3 separate regions of the Zea mays genome follow, and regions 1 and 2 are each linked to region 3. Evidence: chromatin contacts called from public Hi-C data. All regions are on one chromosome and are shown on one strand. Each heading gives the region's core, a stretch centred on a gene start, on an enhancer-like site or on the middle of the called end of the contact. The rest is flanking DNA. Distances are from core to core; before and after follow the strand shown. Region 1 holds the start of LOC100283012 (VQ motif family protein). Region 2 holds the start of LOC100191807 (glycerol-3-phosphate dehydrogenase). Region 3 overlaps LOC103635813 (a long non-coding RNA gene).

Region 1 (3,347 bases), core at 159-2,658, 280 kb after region 3:
ACAGTCCAAAAGAGGACCGATAATATGTTGTTAAGAAGGAGCTCTGAACGTATAATATGTGTGTGTGTGTATGAGTAAAAAATGGATCTATATAATATGTCATTCCCATGAACGTATAATATGTGTGTGTATATATGAGTCAAAAAATGGATCTATATATCTTTGTCAAATATGGATCATTGGGTCAACACTGAGAAGGCCAGTTCCTAGCTAGCTAAAAAGAGCGGAAGATGAATCCGATTCTCCTGGAGCCATTCAAAACTAATCCTATCCCCTGACGGATGGTTTGGAGATTAAAAAAATAGAGATCCATGAGAAAGGAATTCTCTTACTATTCAATTTTAAATAAGAAGGAAATTCCTCCCTATGGATTCCTTCTACTCTCCTGGTCACCAAATCAGCTCTGAGTGTTTCATCTCTAATTAACTTGTTTGGTCTATAAGAGGAACCAATAATTAGCACGAAAGGGAATTGTTAACTCAAAATACCTGACGATTCATCATTGTACAACGCAATTCCCTTCCAAACAAAGATTACGTGGCTCCCACACACCACAAGCACCACCCATCAAACCGGAGGGCATTATATTAGTGTACCACTACTTTGCCGGCCGGTGGCAGCATAACAGAGATTTGCGTTGCTAGCTAGCTAGCGTGCAGAAATCAATCCTAATTACGTATTACACTTGCGTGCTACCGAGCCTGCAGCGCATGCACATACGATACACATGATGCTCGTTGGAGCTAGCTAGAATGCGATACACAACTACACATACATACATGTACTGTTGGAATCACAGCTCGCCGCCGTGCGGGCCGTAGAGGAACGTGGGCGGCGAGAACACGGAGTAGCTGTTGTCGATCAGCTGTGGCGCGAAGCCGTCGTCGTCGTCGTCGTCGTAAGCCGGCACTGAGATGACTTGGGCCACGCCGGCAGCAGAGGCGGAGTCCGATGACAGCGCGCCGCCCACCTGCAGCTCCACCGGGCTGCCACTGCCACCGCTGCTGCTGTCGTCGGCGTCGGCGTCGCCAACGCTGTGCTTGTACGGGTCGGCGTGGCGGCCGGTGAGCTCCTGCACCAGCGCGCGGAAGCCCGCCACGCTGGTCTTCACCCGCACGGGGTTGCCGACGAACACCACCTTGATAGGTGGCTTCTTTCCGCCGCCGCAAGATGAAGCCGCCTTTCCCTTGCGCTTGCCCGCCGAGCTGGTGGTGCTAGTCACCGCCGCGCCTTGTTGGTGAGCATTGCTCTTCGAACCGTCCATAGCCGGCCGGCCGGCCGAGATCGATCTCCAGATCAGATCAGAGTCAGAGAACCGATCGAGCCGATGATCGAAGCAAGCTAGGCCGAGCTAATGGTGCGGGTGCACGGGGTCAGGGGATGGTGGAGCGAGTAGTGGCGATGCTGTGGTGAGCGAGGGATGGGAGGAGTATAAGATAGTGGATGGGTTGGGTTTCCCGATTCAGTAGCCATGGAAGGACAACTGGCACGGAAGAAGAATTAGCGAGCCGTGCAAACGGGTGTTTACAAACGGTGGCTCTGACTCTGAGTGGAAATCACTGTTGAATGAACCGGCGGGTGGGGGACGGGACTTGGGGAGGAGATAGATAGGGAAATTCGCCAAGTCCACCCAGCAGGTATCGCTTTTCTTTCTTTTCTAAAACACAGCATAGATATATATGCTCATTTAAATGTACAAGCACTCTTGAAACACATGGTTTTCTCTACCAATGATCATCCAAAAGTAAAATATATTTAACTTTAACCAAATATATACATAAAATATTAATAAGTACTCCCTCCGTCTCAGAAAGAATGTTGTTTGACTTTTTTGACATCAAATTTTACCGGCTCGTCTTGTAGTCATAGTTGAAGTGCCATTTAGATTGCAAAGTTTCCAATTTGTAAATCGTTTTTGGACTTTCTAGGTTTAGAGTTTTAGCTATATATATATATATATATATATATATATATATATATATATATATATATATATATATATATATATATATATATATATATATATATATATATATATATATATATATATATAAGTGCCTGTGCGTTGCAACGGAACCGTATAATAACAAGGCAGGCTTATCTTCTAAATGGAGCGAAATCATAAACCCAAAATAGCAGTCAAATCTGTTCAAACAAAATTCCCTAACAATATCCTACTTTCTAAACCACACACAGCTCGGTCAGTGCAATGGATTAAGAAAATGAACCCTAGCAGTTAGTAAAGTGGACCATTAGCAATGTAGCCGGGAGCGTAGAGCGCGCGGACCACCTAAAATGTGCAGCTGAAGTAATCGACTTTAAAAAAAATGGGAACCGCACCAATTCCCTGATGAAGTTTTATATTCTGATCAGTACTCATTAAACATATACATAAACTTGTAGCGCTGCTCTTTCCAAAAATGTGATGGGTAGATCATTTGGCCAATAGTGCAAAGTAATTTCAGAATAAGCATACAAATAGAAGAGTAAGGACAAAATAATTTCAGATCACATTTACTCTATAGGCTATAAAATGTAATGTAGTGCTTGAAAAGATGGACCGACTTCAGTCATTTTTTGCCTGGAGACTGAAAATATTATTCCTTTCCTCCTCTAGAACCTTCGCAAGTCCTTGCAGCTGCTTCTGTAATTGATGTTTTTCCTTGCAGCTGCTTCTGTATATAAACCAGGCAATAAGTTTCAGTGTAAGATTACAGGATTCGCTGTTTCGCACAATATTACACAAAGTTCAATTTGACTGTCCAAAATTATCATATGGACATACTAATCTCCATGTCCAGTCCACAACTCCACATTATTAACTTTGTTGAGGTCTTAGGAGCAGGCAATAAAAAATTACGAAAACATAATAAAAGTATAAAACAATATACTTTGTACATAAATTACATTTCACATTTTGTGTTGACTTTCTTTACAATGGTTTTGATTTTAAGTTATTTGTGCTTCTCTGATTTATATACAAATCATTGTGATCAGGAAAGGGAATCAAAATAGATGAACACCAAAGTTATAAGGTCAAGCTAATTAAACTTGCATGCAATAAATATTGCCTTATGAAGCATAAACACTAATTTATATAAGTCATACAGAACTATAATGAGCACAAATAAAGGGACATGCCAACAACAGGAGTAACAATGTAGACTATGGTAAATTAATATTTTTTAGGACCACAAAACATATCTGAAACAAAAAACAATTAAGAAAATTATGTTTTTTGGGGTCCACAACTATATAAGGCCTAAAGATCTATACAGAGCAAAATGTTTCTCCCGAAATACTAAGAGTTTTGAGCTAATAAATTTTAACAAGAATCTAGATCATGG
Region 2 (3,483 bases), core at 262-2,761, 300 kb before region 3:
GTAGAAACCAGAACAAACAATGTTCAGTAATAATCCCAATGTACCCTGCTAAAGTGTTTTTACAAGTTCATAAGGGAATCAAGGATTGCGGAGCAAACATAACACGTGGGCAGACCCTTAGGGAGCGGACATTAACTAGCTCTTCATATAATCAACAGCAGGCAAATAATATACTACTCCCTCTATCATAAATTACAAGACATTCCAACTTTATCGGAGAGTCAAACCAAAACCATAGAAAAAGTACAGAGATTTATGATATCAAATAGGTATATTATAAAAAATATAATTAATAAATAATCTAATGATAGTTATTTGGTATTTTAATATTACATAAATTTGGTCAAATTTGGAATGTTTTGCCTCCAAAAAAGTTGAGATGTCTTGTAATTTGGGATGGAGGGAGTACCACCCAGATAATTATAAAATAAGCAATAAATATTATGAAGGGCCACGGATACAGATCATGATGATTATCCAGAAAAATTCCATCAGGGACAGTACAGGGGTACTGTATGTAGAGCCAGTGGAGCAGCATTTAGATCTTCAAATAAATTTGTTAGGCCCACTTCCACAAGTATACAGAGGTACGAGATCATCGAAACTAGTAACTCAACCATGAGAACATAGTACTGCTAGATCACAACGAGACTTGAGCAAAGAACTCACTTGCATTGCTGATCATCTGCGTGGGCGTAATGATCCGGGGCACAGGGTCGAGCGACGCCTCGATCCCCTTTGCCAGCGAGATTATGAGCGGCTGGCTGATCCGCTCCTTCCAGTACCTCCCGATCTCCCCGAATACCTCCCTGGTCTCCGTGGAGGGCAGGCCGTTTATAACTATGTCGGCGTCCCAAACGGCCTCCTGCAGGTTGGTGACGACCTTGAGCGGGCAGAGCGGGGTGTCGAGCATGTTGAGGCAGAAGCCGTCGCGGAGGATCTCGTCGGCGTGCAGCGTGCGGTCCCCGAGCCGCGCCTCGACGTACTTGAGGTAGGCGCAGCGGCGGATGAGCCGGCGCAGCACGTCCTCGCGGGAGTTGATGACCTCGAAGAGGCGCTCGGCGTCGGCGCGGTCTACGGCGCGCCCGGCGCGGCGCCACACGCGCACCTGCACCCGGTCGCGGTGCCGGCCGTACGCGTCCTGCAGAAGCGCGCAGAACACGCTCCCCCACGCCCCGGCGCCCACCCCGACGACCCGCAGCGTGTCGCCGTCCGACTTCCCCAGCAGCAGCCGCAGCTCGTCGAGCTTCTCCGCCGCTACCGCCGCCGGCGCAGCCCCGCCACCGTTCGCGTAGCTCCCCACCATCGCTTCACCCGTCAACCACCTCCTGAGTTCTTGTCACAGCTCAGAACTCATAAGCGAGGCGAGCAAGCTGAACCGGGACGGGCAGACAGGCTCCAGAGTCCAGACGACTTGGCCAGCACAGCTGCACAGGGGAAATGCGGGTGGGTTTCGTGGGGGTTTTGTGGGGTTGGGCGGCCAGAAATACCAAATCCCAGCGCAAACTTGCTGTCAATCGGCACGACCGAGGAGGCCCGCGGCCGCGCCGCGCCGCCCTTTGAACTCTGCTCCGGGTGGGGTTGGTGGCGACGCCCGCTCGGCGGCTCGGCTCTCTCGGTTCAGGCGGTCGCGCTCAGCTACCAGCACCAACTCCGGGGCACAATCCAATGCGGTAAGCGAGCATGAGAAAAACGAATCGCCTTTGCTCCTTCTCTATAATTTCTCCACGAAGTGCTCTCTTCCAAACAGTGCGTTTTTTCCTTCTTTCCTTTATTAGGGCTACTTTAGAAACTTAAACTTGATTGTCACTTAATTTCTCACTTAGGACGTGTTTGGTAGTGCTCTAGAGTTTAGATTTTTTTGTCGTAACCGGTGGCAGTGACGGTTAAATAAATCTAAACTCCATAACTAGAATGCTTTTTTGAGTTTTCGGAGCAGCAAAATAGGTACTTTAAAAAATTGTACTGTAGCTCCAAAAACTTCATAGAGCTTACAACTCTGGAGTTAGAGTGTTTGGCATGCTCTGGTCAGCTCATCCTTAGAGTTTTACTCTATAGCCATGCCAAACAGGTCCATAATCTCTGAAGGAATTTAAGGGCTAGTTTGAAGTCACAAATCCGGAGGGGAATGTAGTAGCTAAAAGCTCATTCTTATTCAATTTTGAACAATAAAGGGATTATAGCTCCTCCACCTCCTCCGGTTTTGTGACTCCCAAACTAACCCTAAGGGTGTGTTTGTTTTCCTGCTAAATTATATAAATTGAAAGAGAGTAAAATATCACTTTGATAATATAAATAAGTTAGTATTTGGTAACTTATTTTAGTTTATTTGTGATCTTGCTACTTTACCATCATATCCTTCCACCATAATCAACTATATAATCTAGAAGGAAAACAAACGGTGTATAAGTCTCCAAACTAGTCTTATATTTCTAATTCCTTTTTATTATTTTTCTTTATTTTATTTTAGTTTTCTTTTTCTTCTCTACTTCTTGGAAGTATTAGGCGTTTTTATTTTATTTTTATATACTTTTTCCTATTTCTTTTCCCATTCTATTTATCTTCTTTGATTTTTTTGTTCTTTTAGTTTTATTAGCAAAGTGCATGTATATTACATATTGCTACATTTTCCATTTACAAATATCAATTATAAAACATAAAGACATGTGTATTTTGTTGACTTGGTGTGTAAATGTAGGTTAGGACAACAACAATAACATGGTTTGAATCATATTTTGCATAATTTATATAATAGATATTTATCATTTTTATTTTTTAATATTTATTTTATTACTATAATTAGTTTAAAAAATCTCTTCTAATGGTTCATGTTTTTTTGTGAGAGAATTCTATGGTATAGTTTTGAAAGTTCACGTAGTATAAATAAGATGTTCTATGTTTATCTTTGAGTATTTATGTAGCACTTGCAAAATGTTCTATGATATATTTTAGATTGTTTAGGTAATATTCAACTGGCATACTTTTTATTTTTCTCTATTACATGTTTTTTATTTTATTTTTTATTTCATATGTCTGATTCTGACGTTGTCACGATGTTCTATGTTGCGCTTTATAATGTTCGCATGTACAAATCATGAGATGCTCCACAGTTACCTTTGACAGTTATTGTCTTACCTATTTATGTTTATTTTTATTAATTATTTATTCTTTGTATTATTTTTTGCTTGCTCCTTTTCTCATTCATGTGTGTTTTGTGTATATAATTTTGCTCTATATTTTTATATATATCTACATATTCTACAGTACTGTTTTAAGTACCCACGATCTGATTTTTATGTATCCACGATCTTATTTTATATTTTGGTTTATTATTTTAGTTTTCTTATTTTTTATTATATCAATGGTTTATAGAATGGCCGTCGTAGGGGTATAGGCGGGTCTGATGGGCATCCGAGTAGTCCGCGGCAGCTCAGACACGCAGACACACGCAATGACGCAAGACGGCAAGAGGAGCTGAGGAGA
Region 3 (3,375 bases), core at 701-3,200:
TCAGGCTACTGGGAAGAAATGTTGTTTGGTCAAAACAGCTAGACTCTGAGAGCGCAGAGGGCGTAACCTAATCATCAAGCGGCAGTACGGTCATGCCTCCAGCCGTGTCTGGTAGCCTGGTAGTAATACTGGTTGTTTTGGAGACTGCATGCAAGTTCTTTTCCCCTCTTTTTAGTAGTGTTTTACAAGTTTATTTATCTCATTACGTGCTGAAGAACTCAAGGCACAGCAAGCTACCTGAAGCCGTTTCGTTGATCTTCGAACCAATGGATACCTCTAATCTTCAGCGAAGTATGCACGTACAAAAGAGTCTTCGACCCAGGCCTGACCGCCTGAGTCCTTATTAGGGAGGGATGGTAATGGGTCGGTCCGATTTGGATCGGGTGAAGTAAAAACCTATCAGCAATTACACCTGTGAAGTCTATCTAAACCCGTTGGATTGGGGTCGGGTGAATTAAAAACCCATCTGCAACCTGTCCCCGATCGCATCTGCTTAATTTTAAACCGGCACCCAAATCCGCCGTGAAGTACATGTGTTTCTGTTCAACTGTCAATGTGCAAGCAAAGGTCAAAGGGCCCATAGAGAGTCGATTGATGCTATAGATAAAATAAGAAAGGGCTTTCTTTGGAGAGGAAGAAAAGAAGCTAAAGAGGGACACTGTTTGGTGGCTTGGGGCAAGGTGTGTCGCCCACTTCAGCTTGGTGGATTGGGTATCTCTAGTCTACCGGAACTTGGATGGGCCCTCCGGATGCGATGGTTGTGGCTACAAAAAACCGACTCTAGAAGACCTTGGACATGACTTCCTATTCAGGTTCCAAGTAAAGCTAGAGCGTTCTTCAGTAAAGTCCTTGTCTCGATGGTAGGTAATGGACATAGTACCATCTTCTGGTCCGATAACTGGTTGCAGGGTAAAAGCATCTCGATCATTGCCCCTAGCCTATTTTCTATAATCCCAAAGAGGATAGCAAAAAGTAGAACGGTTCATGAGGCCTTGTTAAACAACAGATGGATTTAATGATATTAGAGGTGGTCTTACTGTTGGAGTACCGGCAGATTACTTTAAGCTCTCTCTGGTTTTGAGCTGCACCCTCTCATTGAAGATAGACACATCTTTAGTATAGCCCCAGATGGAAAATATTCAGCTAAGGCAGCTTACAAGGGTCTCTTCCTGGGATCATGTACATTTGGACACTATAAACGGGTTTGGAAAACTTGGGCTCCATCAAAATGTCGTTTCTTCCTCTGGCTAGTGGCCCATAATAGGTGCTGGACTGCTGACAGATTAGCAAAAAGAGGGCTCAATCATCCTAGCAGTTGTCCACTGTGTGATCAAGAACCTGAAACTATTAACCACCTGCTGGTCTCATGTGTGTTTGCAAGGATTTTCTGGTATAATCTGCTCAGAAAGTTTGGGTTGGATAACTTGGCTCCCCAGCCGGGCTTGACTTCCTTCCTGGAATGGTGGGAGATAGCTTCTGAAACAGTTCAGGGAATAGTCAAGAGAGGTCTGAGTTCGCTGATCTCTTTGGGGGCATGGACGATCTGGAATCACCGCAACAGATGTGTGTTTGATGGACAGACTCCTAGTCTTCCCTCTATCCTTAGGCATGCTGATGATGAGAGAAGACTTTGGGAATTAGCTGGGGCCAAGGGTCTCTTCTTCTTGGCAGCTTCTTTGACAAATGACTGAACCCTACTATTTCTATTTTAGTAGTTTCTTGAGTCTGGCTTTCTTAGTCTCTTTCACTTATGTGTGGTACTGGCCTCCGTAAGGAGTTAAATGTTGTAACCCTGGTCTACTATAGACCTTTTTTTTTCCTCTTCTTAATATATTTTAAGGCGTAATTCCCCTGCGCTTTCGATAAAAAAAGTAGCAGCCTAGAGGCCTGGTAAGTTTTTGTTCAACTGTCAATGTGCCAAGCAAAGGCCAAAGGGCCCATAGAGCCTAGAGGCCTGGTAATGGTTCGTAAAGTACATGTGTTTCTGTTCTTCAGAGGCCTGGTAATGGTTAGTAAAGTACATGCGTTTCTGTTCTTCAGAGGCCTGGTAATGGTTAGTAAAGTACATGCGTTTCTGTTCTTCCTCTGGCCGCCGATGCTAAATTTCCCGCAGTGAAACTTAATATCCTTTTATGTGCTTATGGTACACAGGGATTTTGGGGTAAATCACTAGAAAATCAAGGTACGGCGGGCGCCATATCTTGCCACACTGAGAGCTCTACCCCTATTTGTTGTGGTTATTAAGTCTATATTTAAATATGGACATAGACATAAAAATTAATAGCTATAGCCGATACTATATAGATATTTTTATTTTTGAAATTGAGTCTTTAAAAAAAACTGGACCTGGGCTTCAACGATGCATTCCTTGGTTCATAGTTTTACTTTTGAAATCTTGATAGCTGGGACCTGGGCCTAAAGTTGCCATATATGCGCTAGTATTAGAAGTCATGTGAATTCTTGTACAAACTCACCTGAAGTTTTTTTTCCGTCAGGTTACTTGATGTTTTCTTACTGTCACACGTAAAATTCCAAAACTAGGACTTAAACATTTAGCATGGCTAAATAATATTGATTATTTATTAAGTTACCATAATGAAACTGATCTCAAGTAGTAAATTTAACAAGTTTACATAGACCTATATATGTTTTTATTAGCTTGGTTGGACATTTGGTGCTGTCTGAAACTCATGTTGAAATGTTCTTATGAGACTTAATTTGAACCACTAGTTTTTTGCTGCCTTACATGAAAATATTAGGATATATTATTTAAAGTAAAGGCTTCAATATGTTGAGCAACATTCTGTCCGATTTTCCAAAGGAGGTGCTGACCAAAATAGCAAAATCTGACTCATCAGATATTTGGCAAGACAGCAACTGAACACTGAGTACATTTAGAGTAAATTTAGCACACAGTAAACGACATCATTTATCATTTTACCTGTTCTTTCGTTCATATTGTTCATGCTTTCAACTGGATAATATGTTTAAGTCTGAATGTTTGCTTCTCACTTTCGATAATAATCAAGGCTGCCACATCCACATATTGCAAGGTGCCCTTCAAGATTACGGAAAACAGTAGCACAGAACTTATGTATAGAACATAGGAAAGATTCAGCTAACCAATATCTTTAAGAAAACAGTATGTGTATGCATGCATTTTCCATTTTTTTCATATGTAAGTACAAGTGAATTCCCCTTTGCTGAACAAATAGTTAGCTCTATCTTAGACAGCAGGAACGAAACAACTAGTACTATATGCCATGGAGTTTCAGATATGTGAGTCTTGCCAATGATTTGTGTAGTAGTATATGTCTATGGAGTTTGTCCAAACTTTGGTTCCCAGATACTATAATCTAACAGCTGATCTGTCAC

What was found. A called contact is a pair of places that touch in the nucleus more often than the background predicts.
Region 1: a Hi-C map of leaf shows a contact between it and region 3, with 5 times the contacts expected there. The contact joins the promoter of LOC100283012 here to the enhancer-like site in region 3. A contact is called at or near these places in 2 of 25 Hi-C or Micro-C datasets (endosperm and leaf).
Region 2: a contact with region 3 is called in a Hi-C map of ear, with 3 times the contacts expected there. The contact joins the promoter of LOC100191807 here to the enhancer-like site in region 3. A contact is called at or near these places in 4 of 25 Hi-C or Micro-C datasets (ear, leaf and tassel).

What each region holds. Positions count from the first base shown.
Region 1 is chr8:122,927,392-122,930,738 of Zm-B73-REFERENCE-NAM-5.0, reverse strand. It overlaps LOC100283012 (VQ motif family protein), which reads right to left and starts at 1,408. Exons shown (of 1, transcript NM_001155914.1): 1 at 563-1,408. The coding sequence starts at 1,264. The coding sequence ends at 794. It overlaps LOC103635811 (a long non-coding RNA gene), which reads right to left. Exons shown (of 2, transcript XR_557637.2): 2 at 2,412-2,675.
Region 2 is chr8:123,502,760-123,506,242 of Zm-B73-REFERENCE-NAM-5.0, reverse strand. LOC100191807 (glycerol-3-phosphate dehydrogenase) reads right to left here and starts at 1,511. Exons shown (of 5, transcript NM_001137232.1): 1 at 670-1,511. The coding sequence starts at 1,306.
Region 3 is chr8:123,208,191-123,211,565 of Zm-B73-REFERENCE-NAM-5.0, reverse strand. LOC103635813 (a long non-coding RNA gene) reads left to right here. Exons shown (of 2, transcript XR_004852022.1): 2 at 1-2,034. Among protein-coding and RNA genes, the nearest start is that of LOC103635813, 11 kb to the left of the region's middle. Within about 2 kb of position 1,950, at least 9 of the 20 cell types and tissues checked have an H3K27ac peak or open chromatin away from gene starts, as enhancers often do. A contact at or near this core is called in ear, leaf and tassel, where this site is marked.